Linked DNA regions of Sus scrofa: all the other regions are linked to region 2. The links are chromatin contacts, called in public Hi-C, HiChIP or PLAC-seq and promoter capture Hi-C maps. All regions are on one chromosome and are shown on one strand. Each heading gives the region's core, a stretch centred on a gene start, on an enhancer-like site or on the middle of the called end of the contact. The rest is flanking DNA. Distances are from core to core; before and after follow the strand shown.

Evidence for each region. Promoter capture Hi-C pulls out the DNA fragments that hold promoters and counts their contacts. Hi-C and Micro-C count contacts between places; a contact is called where the count stands out from the background. HiChIP or PLAC-seq counts read pairs in DNA pulled down with a chosen protein or histone mark.
Region 1: a promoter capture Hi-C map of liver shows a contact between it and region 2, with 3 times the contacts expected there. The contact joins the promoter of UBL7 here to the promoter of PML in region 2. A contact is called at or near these places in 1 of 5 promoter capture datasets (liver), 1 of 47 Hi-C or Micro-C datasets (embryonic fibroblasts) and 1 of 2 datasets of contacts at active chromatin or transcription factors (alveolar macrophages).
Region 3: an H3K27ac HiChIP or PLAC-seq map of alveolar macrophages shows a contact between it and region 2. The contact joins the promoter of ARID3B here to the promoter of PML in region 2. A contact is called at or near these places in 1 of 47 Hi-C or Micro-C datasets (liver) and 1 of 2 datasets of contacts at active chromatin or transcription factors (alveolar macrophages).
Region 4: a Hi-C map of liver shows a contact between it and region 2, with 4 times the contacts expected there. The contact joins the promoter of NPTN here to the promoter of PML in region 2. A contact is called at or near these places in 3 of 47 Hi-C or Micro-C datasets (heart right ventricle, liver and skeletal muscle) and 1 of 2 datasets of contacts at active chromatin or transcription factors (alveolar macrophages).

What each region holds. Positions count from the first base shown.
Region 1 is chr7:59,069,411-59,072,110 of Sscrofa11.1, forward strand. UBL7 (ubiquitin-like 7 (bone marrow stromal cell-derived)) reads left to right here and starts at 1,344. Exons shown (of 11, transcript NM_001243682.1): 1 at 1,344-1,395; 2 at 2,690-2,700. LOC100525054 reads right to left here and starts at 1,188. Exons shown (of 9, transcript XR_002345827.1): 1 at 1,002-1,188.
Region 2 is chr7:59,448,741-59,451,440 of Sscrofa11.1, forward strand. PML (protein PML) reads right to left here and starts at 1,415. Exons shown (of 10, transcript XM_001925572.5): 1 at 1,222-1,415; 2 at 1,173-1,219. The coding sequence starts at 1,306. STOML1 (stomatin-like protein 1) reads left to right here. Exons shown (of 8, transcript XM_021099072.1): 1 at 1-524; 2 at 814-845.
Region 3 is chr7:58,997,322-59,000,021 of Sscrofa11.1, forward strand. ARID3B (AT-rich interactive domain-containing protein 3B) reads right to left here and starts at 1,386. Exons shown (of 11, transcript XM_021099056.1): 1 at 1,253-1,386.
Region 4 is chr7:59,767,173-59,769,872 of Sscrofa11.1, forward strand. It overlaps NPTN (neuroplastin), which reads left to right and starts at 1,438. Exons shown (of 9, transcript XM_021099078.1): 1 at 1,438-1,734. The coding sequence starts at 1,644.

The DNA.
Region 1 (2,700 bases), core at 94-2,593, 380 kb before region 2:
TGTGTGGCACAGGTTGCATCCCTGGCCCAGGAACTTCCATATGCCCTGGGCACAGTCAAAAAAAAAAAAAAAGAAAGAAAAAGAAATTAAAAAAAAAAGGAGTTCCCATGTGGCTCAGTGGGTTAAGAACCCTACAGTTGTCTCTGTGAGGATATTCGGGTTCAAGCCCTGGCCTCTCTCAGTGGGTTAAGGATCTGGTGTTGCCACAAGTTGCAGTGTAGCTTGCCAATGTGGCTCGGATCTGGCGTGGCTGTGGCGGGGGCTAGGCCACAGGTGCAGCTCCATTTCGACCCCTGGGCTGGGGAACTTGCATATACTGCAGGTGTGGCCATTGAAAAAAAGAAGAAAAGTGGCTCCCTTAATTGATTGGCGAGGCCTAACACCTGCGCAAATACAATCCACTCTAACCATGCATCTAAAATACAGTTGGTGCGGCCTTAAAAAGAAAACAACAACAACAACAATAAAATCAGTTGGCCCCTCAGTATCCGAGGGACAGGGCATTCGGGAATAGGCAGGGCAGACTATATGCCATTTTGCATAAAGTGAGTATCCGCGGATTTGGTATCCGCGGGGGGAGGAGGAGGTGCAGGAAGCAATGCCCCGCGAATACCTAGGGACGACTGTATGCATTTTCTATGAGAATTCAGTGAAAATTCCCCTCCCCGAATTGATTCCATTAATGACCTGGATAAATCCCACCATCGCATACTGGGGCGGACCAGGAACCCGGTTTGCTAACTCCTAAGAACTGACTTTTCGAGGAAGTCATCATTGGGTTCCTGGTAAGCCCCCACAGGGAGGTTTAGTCGGGAGAATCCAGAGGCGAGGGTCACAAAAGAGGCTGACTTCACCGAGGGCAAGTCGTTTTCTGTGAGGGCTGCAAAGAACCGCTGAGGAGTGTCTGAAGAAGCTGCTCGGGAAAGGGCCCTCCCAGAGGGAAAGGTTGGAGCATTTGGGGTCCGCAATCAGGCCGAGAGCCCGGCAGCGGGCGTTCCCACCTGTGACGCTGTAAGGACCTGGCGTAACCTACGGACTCTGCATGCGTCCCAGGACAGTGCGGGAATCACCGGGCAGTACACCTCACACCAAGCCTTGCTCTTACGACCCAAGAGACCCACACCCTAGAACACTAACAATTTCAGTACCCTCTGAGGCGAAAGCACCCAGAGACCCTCGCGCCGTAACTTTCAAATGGTCGCGAAGTCACACCCTCCCCGGAACCGGAAACTTTGCAACTAGCGCCTCTCGCCGGCAAGCTGCTTATAAAGGAGCAGGAGCCGCAGTAGGAACTGCAACTCCCAGAATGCAGCGCGGAGCTTCCGGTTTCCGGCGAGAGGACCTGAGTGAGTGTTTACACGGCGGCCCTGCGGCCGGGTTCCTTCCGCGGGACGGGTGAGGGCGCTGGGTCCCGGGCCGCGCGGGCTCAATGCGTATTGACTAGTTCGCAGGTCCCATGGGAATGGTGGGGTCGTCACCCAGGAGATAGTATTCCTGTCCCAGTATTAACTGTCAGTGACCTTGGGCCACTGATTTCACTTTTTTGAGCCTCAGTTCCTTTGTAGTACGTAGATGATAATGCCTGCCTCGGGGTCCATTTGAGAGGATTAAATGAGATAGGGTATATTAAAAGACCTATTTCCTTCCTGTTTAAAGGCAAAGATGGAAGGTTTTGAGGGTGCCCTGGGGTCTGCTGGACGGCCTCGAAGCCTTTCTTTCCTCTTCCAAAGAAGCCACTTTGGAAGCAATATTGATTATAACAGTGGCCTGGCTTGCCTTACAAGATTCTTTCTCATAGTTTCAGATTCATTTTCTAGGCACCCATATGTACTGGGCATTGGGACAACAAGGACAAAAAATTCTAGTCTTTGCTGTCAAGGGCCTCTACGAATGGGATGCGGGGAGATTGAGATGTAAACAGATGTTTGTAATCCTTTGCCATGAGAGAATGTGAGAACAACAGAGGGGAGGGAGGGAGGACAGAGAGGTTGTGTTTGGGTTGGTCTTGGTAGGAGTTTGCTTAGAGACTGAAGAGGGAAGAGGAATTACATGTAGAGGAGTTAGCAGATGAGCAGAGGTATAAAGTGAGGAGAACTTTGTTGTGAATCCAGGCTTCCTGAGGATAGACCTAAGTGTTGGGGAGGGTGGGGCAGCCCAGAGCTCTTGGGGAAGGCGGTTGTCAGAGAGAAAAGGTGTGAATGGTTTTGAAAATCAGGCTGTGGCATTTAGACTTATTCATAGAGGTGGTTTGGATTCATTGGAGGGGTTCTAAGCAGAGGAATGACTTGATCGGATCTGGTTTTAAAACAAGTTGGCTGGCAGCATGGATATTTGATAGGGAGAGGCAAGAGGCTGTTGTAGCAGTTAAAGCAAGAGATAATGAAGAGTGTACATAGGGGAGAGGGTTGGATGATCTCATTTGAATCTCACAACATTCCTGTTAGCTGGGATGGCATTTTTATATCTACTTGAAAGCCAAAGAAACTGAGGCCTAGAGAGCTGAAGTTCCTTGCTCTCTGTCATAGGATGAGAGAGGACCCCAGATTCTAGTTCTAGCTTCCTGATGCTGCTTCCTAGGCTTTTTCAACAGTGTCACACTGAGTTATCTCTCATTTAGCCCCTTGGTGGGGTGGGGCTGGTGTAGAGTGATGGTCTGTCCTTTAACCATTAAGGCTTTGTTCCTTTCCAGGGAGAAAGAGA
Region 2 (2,700 bases), core at 165-2,664:
CAGACTTCAAAAGGAAATTCTGATACATGCTACAACATGGATGAACCTTGAAGACATTATGCTAAGTAAAATCCAATACAAAGGGAAAAATGTTGTAGGATTAAACTTATATGAAATATCCAGACTAGGCAAAATCAGAGACAAAAAGTAGATTAGAGGCTCTCAGCCACTGGGGGAAGAGGGGAATAAGGAACTATTACTTAGACGGTACAGACTTTGGATGAAAAAACTCAGGAAAGATATGGGTGATGGTTACACAACATTACCAACGGCTTGAAGCCACTGGCTTTTACACTTAGAAAAGGATAAAACACACATAACACATAGATGTTATTGTATTTTACTACCAAAAAAATGCTAAACACAATACGTGGCACATGAAAAGTGTTCATAAAGGTTAACGGTATTGTTAATATTATTCCTGGGTGTGATAAAGCAGATAATAAAAGTTACTGCAATGTGGTCTTACGTGTACTTTCAAGAGGAAGAGTAAAAAGGGCCTGTTAGAACACAGAGCAAGTGATGTAAGTAGTTCCTTTGATGTGGGAGGCTGGGGAGTCTGTGCAGGAGGAGACTAATAAACTCCTATTAAACCCTTTGGGGATGGGGGTTGGGAGGGCAGAGGACTCGGAGAAAAGGATCCAAGAAGCTTCCTAAAGGGGGAACCACAGGAACTTGAGGCCTTAGCCAAGACACCTACCTCTCTGCCACTTTCTGATCTAAGAACTAGGGTTCTGGTTTTTCAACGCCTGGGACATACTCGGGGCTCCCAAGCCAGTGCAATAAGGCTGCTATTTCCTTTCGTCCTAACAGGTGGGGTCTTTCACCTGAGGCAGGGATAAGAGGTAAGTCGCCAGCGTGGGCGCAAGAGTCTGGTCTCCAGTGCCACTGACCCTCAGCATCTCACCCCGCTGCTAGTAGAGAATCACAGTCCAGAGAGGCCCACCTAACTCATCCTGGTCCCCTTTTCTACTTTCGCGCATCCCTACCCCAATCGAGAAGGTCAGAACCCTTGGGCCTGATCTTCCCTCTTTGTGTCACTCTTTAAGGTACCTGACCAAGTTTCCTTGTCCTTTCCCATCTGTTCTCCCCCACCCACCCACCCCTACCCCGTCCTCCGACCAAAGCAAATCAACAAAGCCTAAACCCCATCTCCCCAAACGCAGTAGTACCTCTGTGGGGCTGGGGCTGGGGCTGGGCTGGTGTCCTTCGGTGGGGGCTCCGGGGGCGGCATGGTGGGGGCCTGGGGCAGTACGGGGTTCTGCTGGGGCCCCGGAGATCGGGCGGGTGCCGGTTCCTGCTGCATGGAATCCAGCGCAGTTTCGTTTCTCGGTTTTGATCTGGGAGGGCGGGAGAAGCTGAACCAGAGGCGTGCGCGAGAGCACTGAGTTCCCGGAGCAGTTCAAAGGGGAGGTGCCCGCTCTGGGCCCGCCTCCCGAGAGGAAGTGAGACGCGAGCTGTGGGGGGAGGCTCTAGGGCGGAGAGGCCAACTGTGGGTTTTGAAGGCTCGTCCAGAACGGGGAGCAGGGAGAGGGAGGAGAGGAGTAGACTCAGAGGTGGACTTTGGCAGAACTGACCCCGAGGGAGGCAGCCCCCGCCCTCGGCTTTGAAACGTTCATTCAGCTCACACTGGCTCAGCTTTTGTGCCAGCCCTCCGCGGGGAGCCGGGGCCGCAAGGATCTCATTCCCTGCTTTGGAAGAGCAGGCCCCTCCGTGGAGATTTTTCACACAGTATTGAGACTAGCTGGAAAGGAAGTGTCTCACTGGGACTTGAAGGAATGGTGGGAATTTACCAGGGATTCAGAGATTGCAGGACTCTTTACACAGAGAGAACAGCACGTGCAAAGGCGTGGAGGTTTGAAACAGGAGTGCCTGTTTAGAAACTAGTTTTGGTTATTTTCAGATTTAAGAGGGGACCCATGTAATGTCAGCCTAGGAATGGGCTGGGGCAAGATGGTAGCTAGGGAGACCCGACCTGTACTGTGGGCAATAGAGAGTCAGTGAAGGGTTTGGAAGCCAGGAGCAACAGGATCCTTTGCGTATGCTGGGACAGTCACTCTGACGACCAGGGCCCAGTGGTCTGGTCTAGGACAGTGGCTGTGGGATGCCTGGGAGGACCTGAGTCAGAGACACTGGGAGTAGACTGTGTGGAGATGAGGGGAATGGGACGATGCCCTGTGTGACCATTGGAAGGGCTGGTGAATCCGAGGCAGTAGAGAGTGGGGAAAGCTGGCAAGCAGGAATGGGAAAAGTGAGGGGAGAGCAGGTTTGCTCTTGGCCAAAGGAGAAGCCCAGGCCCCCAGCTGGTGTGGGGAGAAAGCACAACTCCAGGTGGCATCACTGGGCCAATGCCGCTGTCTTCAAACTTCAAAGCATCCCAGCCATTGTGCGGACTCCCATTCCTGTTCTGTACCCATTCTGTGCTCAGCTCCAGCTTGGGACAGACTATAGAGGGATGATAACAGGGCCTTGCTCTTGTAAAGCTTATAGTAGGGAAGGATAACTAACTTCCCAGGGACAGTGAGAAGCCTCAGGAACCTACCCTATCCTGCAGCTTGATCAGTAAGGAGTCATCTGCAGAAGGGACCTGGAAGTGGTCTATGGCTGAGGGGCCTGAAGAGGCAGGAGTGGCATGTGTGAGACAAGGAAAGCTTTTTAATTTCTTTGCCCACTTTGGGAGACAGACTGCCCAAAATCTTG
Region 3 (2,700 bases), core at 136-2,635, 450 kb before region 2:
AAATTCATGAGGAAGTAATCACACCCCTAAGCAATAAAAACTGCTTGGATTTATGATTTTTTTAAATGGGCTAGAAAAAAAAAGGCACAACTTTTAAAGTTAGGCAAAGTAGAAATTTTAAAATTCTCACTTTCTGCTTATCTTAGGAGCACCGCTTTTGCCTTTTGCAATCTGTGAGAGATTCAAATTCCAATTTGCTTCTGTCTTTACTTCCTCTCCTGGCACTTTAGAAAGTGTGAGTTATGCCTGAAGCAATACTTCGTTCTGCTATAGCCCTTTTTATAGTGTAACAAAGCATGAAAAGATTTACACCCGCATTAAATAAACCCAGCTGCCAAAAATGTTCATTTAAAATAAAAATAACTTGCATCAAAGAAAAGTAAACAAACGAATAAAACAAAGAATTCAGTGGTCATTTTAATTCTCCTAGTAACATTAGGCAATCAATCACAAGTGGGGTAATTTTTCAACCAAGTCCTGCCGTCATTGAACAACTGCTTCTCATCTTATGGCACCATCTTCCCTGCATGCTGTCCCCAGCAGAGGGGGAGGTGTCTCACAGCCTCTTTAGTAAGACTGAGATGACTCAGTTCTACAATTCGATACACACACCCTCCCCCAAAGAGCCCATCTTCCCCTTGTCCCTAAGTAGCTAGTTGATTCAAACAACAATACTACCTGCCTACTTTTAGAAAAGTTATGTCTCAGAAATATAAACCACTCTATCCCTTCAGACGTCCCCCTCTCCCATTTCCCCTAAAGTTCCCGGACCTCCAGGTCCGGCGCAACGGACTGCTTACAGCTCTGAACCCAGCCTTGCCCACCATTCTTTTTACCTTTGCTGCCAGATCCCTCTGGCCTCAGCTCCCTTTAAGCCCCACACCTCCCCCCATCCCAGCCATTCTTCATAGCCCCCCAACCCAACCCTATCACTTTTACCTCTACCAAGACCTCCCAGCCAATCCGCCGGCTATGCTTAGATCGCTCCAACCCCACCTATTCTTACCCTCTCAGTTCCCGGGGGCCCCTTACTCATCCCATCCCTTTATCTCAAATCACCCTAATGGGCGAGGGCGCCTCCAGGCTCCTCCCAGCGTTCTCACTTTTCCTCCGCGGCCCCCGCGCTCCGCCTGCCCGCGCCTTCACGTTTTCCCTCTACACACCTGCCTTTCCTCCTACCCCTCTGTCTCCTCCACCTGCCACAACCCCCGCTCCCGCCGAGGCTGAAGGAGCCGAGCCCGGAGCGGCTTACCTGTGTCAGGCGCTCCGGGTCAGCCGTCGTTGGAGGAGATGGCCACTCAGGCCCCGGCTCGGCAGCTGGGTTTCGTACTTCTCCGCAGCCGGCGGCCACAGCCGGGGCGGGGCCCGCACCGGAAGCGGGACCGCTGGGCCGGACTGCCGGGCCGGGAAGGGGCGAGGCCACAGGGATGGGGCGGGACCTGAGGCCGGAAGCGGCCAAAAAGGGAACAATGGGCGGGTCGGGCGGAAGTGACTTCTAGGAACAGCCCCGCCCTACTGAATCGTGGGCGGAAGCGAGTTGAAGCTGGCGGAAGCTTCTGCCAATGGGAAAGCGGAGACAAGCAGGAGTTCCGGCGTCAGCACTTTCGCGGGGAGTTGAAATCAGCTGGGGTGCCTAGTCTTTTTTGCGCGTTTTCTGGTTGTGGAGGGTGATGTAGTGCGGGCGGTAGGTAGGGTAAATAAAGGACAAGGACTGTCAGGATGTTCTTCTGCTTTAGTCCCTTCCCCAATCTCCCACTTTCAAACTGGTCTTCTGAGATTCCCGCTTCCGGATCTGCTTTTCTCCGAACTTCTCTGGACTGAGACCTGGCTGTCCCGTAAGGATGCTGCATCCTCTCACATGGGTTAGTATTTTCATTTCCTGGGTTCCAAAAGTGGGGGACAAATGCTGCCACCTTTTGTAAAAACCCTTGTTTCTCTGAAGCTTAGTCTTTTTGTGAATCATACAAATTAGATTTAAAAAAAATTTTTTTGGAGTTCCCTGTTGTGGCTTAGCAGGTTAAGAACCCAACTAGTATCCATGAGGATGCCTGTGCAATCCCTGGCCTCTCTCAGTGGGTTGAGGATCCCACGTTGTCATGAGCTGTGGTGTAGGCCAGCAGCTGCAGCTCTGATTCCACCCCTAGCCTGGGAACTTCCTCCATACGCTGCAAGTGCTGCACTAAAAAGAAAAAAAGTGGTTTTTTTTTAAAATTTTTTTGGTTGCATTCGCAGAGTTTGGAAGTTCCCTGGGCAAGATATCAAACCTGTGCCATGGCAGTGACTTGAGCCATAGCAGTGACAACACAGGATCCTTAACCTGCTGATCAACTGGGGAACGCCTAGACTTAATTTTTTCATTTTATTATTTTTTAATTGAAGTACAGTTAATTTACAATGTTGTATTAGTTTCAGATGTACAGCACAGTAATTCAGTTACGTGTATATGTATGTTTTCTTTTTCAGATTCTTTTCCTTTATAGGTTTTTATGAAAGAGTTTGTATGGTTCCCTGTGCTATACAGTAGGCCGTTGTTGGTTATCTATTTTATTTATAGTAATATGTTATCTGATGCTTACTTCTTAAGACACTCCTCTGTAGAGAGGAGACCATCTGCTAATTTGTTCACCCAGCTCCTTGTCTTACTTTCCTCTAACCATCTTCCATCTTGATCATTTCAGTCAATGTGGACAACCCATTTCA
Region 4 (2,700 bases), core at 188-2,687, 320 kb after region 2:
TCCTAATCAAATGGTGATTTTGATTATGGTTATGATGAGGCAGGATGGTTGTATCTGACCAAAGCTTCCATCAGCTGAAAACACTGGTTCTACCACAGGCAGCCCTGCAACCCTCCACATAGAGCTGTTTGCTGAATATCCTTTGTTCAAAGATACATGTCAACCTTTTTGTTACACATCTGAGGTTTTGAAAGATATAGTTTCATTTCCGTGAAAACATGCTATACTTATAGACCCAGTGCTTTCTAGAAAACTCAGTCTGGAACCACCAGCTGTGTGGTTCTTGCTGAAAGCTTATAGACCGCTTTGGCTTGAGAGTGTGAAGATTATGGTGAGTGCTTCTTCTTACAGTTTCTCCAAGTTTTCTCTTCGAAATGAGTCAGGTCACTGGGGCTGTTTACTTGGCTCCTCTTGGTTTCACTCCACAGACACTCCCCAGGATGTCTGCTCTGAGTCAGGGATTAGCTAAATCACAGAAACTCCTTTACCAACCAAGGATTGACAGGGCTCGGGGTAATGCCAAAAATACCCTTAAAAAGAGCACTTCCCAAACTTCCATGCAAACAGTAGTGACCACATTGCCAGAGCACTTGGCTGGCTCCCTTCCTATGGATGGTTTTCCTGTACAGTCATTTTTCTTCCTAGTTCCTCTGATAGACTAGGTTGTGAACTTTTTGATCTGGGTTTCACAGCAAATTAAAAACTTGGTACACAGCAGGTACTCAAATGTTGGCTGTGTGAAAATGCTTCTGAAGAGTCTTCGTATAAGTTAATACATGATGGCATCCTTATAGAATTTATTGTCTACATTGTCTAACTAGCAATTAGGCTAGTTGAACTTCAGGCCTGAGATTCTAAGTAGTTAAAACAAGGCCAAAACGAGGGGAGGGGGGGCGGGGGGAATAGAAAGGCAAGGAAAAGGAGGACATTTCACGCAGAGGGAGATGAGTAAAGCACAAGGTAATACCAGTTGTCATTTAGCCTGAAAGGTTAAAACATGGGGGTTAACGTGGGAGGCTGAAGCCAGATGTCAGGAGGGAGTCTAAGGTCAAAGTCCAGATGGAAGAAATAGCAGGACTTTGATAGAGAACAATGAGAGGAAGGCTTAAAAGAGGCGGTGGTGCATTAAATTTTGCAGCCAAGCGCTCCAACAAACGAAAGGCAGGATGGGCGGAGGAAATATTATGTTCCCAAAGCTTCCTCTTATTTATGGGCGTTTCACAGAGGGATAAGCTAAATGCAGACTTCTCGGTTCCCCAAGGCCAGGAGAGCTTCAGGAGCCCCGCCTCTCCCCATCACGTGGCCAGAAGCACCGTTGGCACGTGATCCACCTCGCGCTAGGCCAATCGGCCTCTCCAGGGGCGGGGACACAGAGTCCGAGGGGCGGGAGGATCGCTTGCGGCCGCCTCTTCTCGCGATCCTTGACGCCGTCGCTGCTCAACCGCCCACGGCCGGGAGAGATTGTCTCGCGAGGCCTGGGCGCTGCGGCGGTAGGAGGAGGACGGGGAAGGACGGAGCCGAGCCGCGGCTGCCTCCCTCGCTCTCTCCCTGGCACACTCGCCCGCCCCCTCCCTCCCTCCCCTCCCTTCCCCAGCCCCGGCTCCGGCCCCGGCCAATTCGCTGTTCGGTCTTCTGCAGGGAGGATGTTGGGCTCGTCGCTTCCCAGCGCCCTGGCCCTCTCGCTGTTGCTGGTCTCTGGCTCCCTCCTTCCAGGACCAGGCGCCGCTCAAAACGGTAAGCCGGGCGCCGGGGGCGGGCCGGGCGGGGGCTGAGGGACACTGGTGGCCGGAGGGAGCCGTCCAGGGCCCAAGGAGGTGGCGGAGCTGGGGGAAAGGGGCCCGTCGGAGTCTGAGGGGCTGCGGACCCGAGAGGAGCAGATGCCGGTTGGGAGTTCGAAGAGGCGAGGGTGTGAGAACCGGAGGCGCCTGTCCGAGAGGTGGGGGCGTCCGATAAGAGCTCGAGGTGTTGCTGACTTAGAGGCTCCACGTCTTGGGCTCGTCGCTCTCAGTCGGGGAGGGGACACCGAGGAAGCCGACGTGGGGAGCCGGAGTAGCGGGGGCGGATGAGGAGGGGGCGCAGCGTTTAAAGAAGGCGGCACAAGACAGGCGTTTGTGTTTAAGGTAATGGGGAGTGGTGTCAGGCTCTCCTTGAGACCAGGGGTCCCAGGCGCTGTAAATGTCCAGGATTCAACTGGGGCCCCGTGAAACTGGTGACATCCTTAAAAAAATAAGGGAGATGTTGGGGGGAAGGGAGTCCTGAAGAATACTGAGCAGAGTACTAGAGCCTTAAGGAGGGCATAAAGAATCAGGGAGCCTTGGCTGTGGAGGTGGAGGGAAGGTGGGTGGAAAGCCAAGGTAGTGGGTTGACTGCAGTAGGAGATCTAGAAAGAGGAGCAGCAGTGGCTCTAAATGAGATGGGGAAAGAGGGCTGGGTTTGCTAAGGAGGGTGGAGTGTTGGGCATTCTAGGGTAGTGGTTGGGAGAGCAAAAGGGAGTTTCTAAATAAGGAGAGGAAAATTGAGCAGAGGATGGGGAGAAAGGCTTGAAACTGAGGGTAGGGGGAATTATTTATTAGCGAAATAAGGGTGCCTGGCTCTAGAGATGGGGGTGGGGGAAGACAGAAAATAAAGGAAGGGAGTAAAATGCAGGAAGCCGGGGGTGTAATGTTGGTTTACAGTGTGGAGGATAAATTAGGGAAGGGA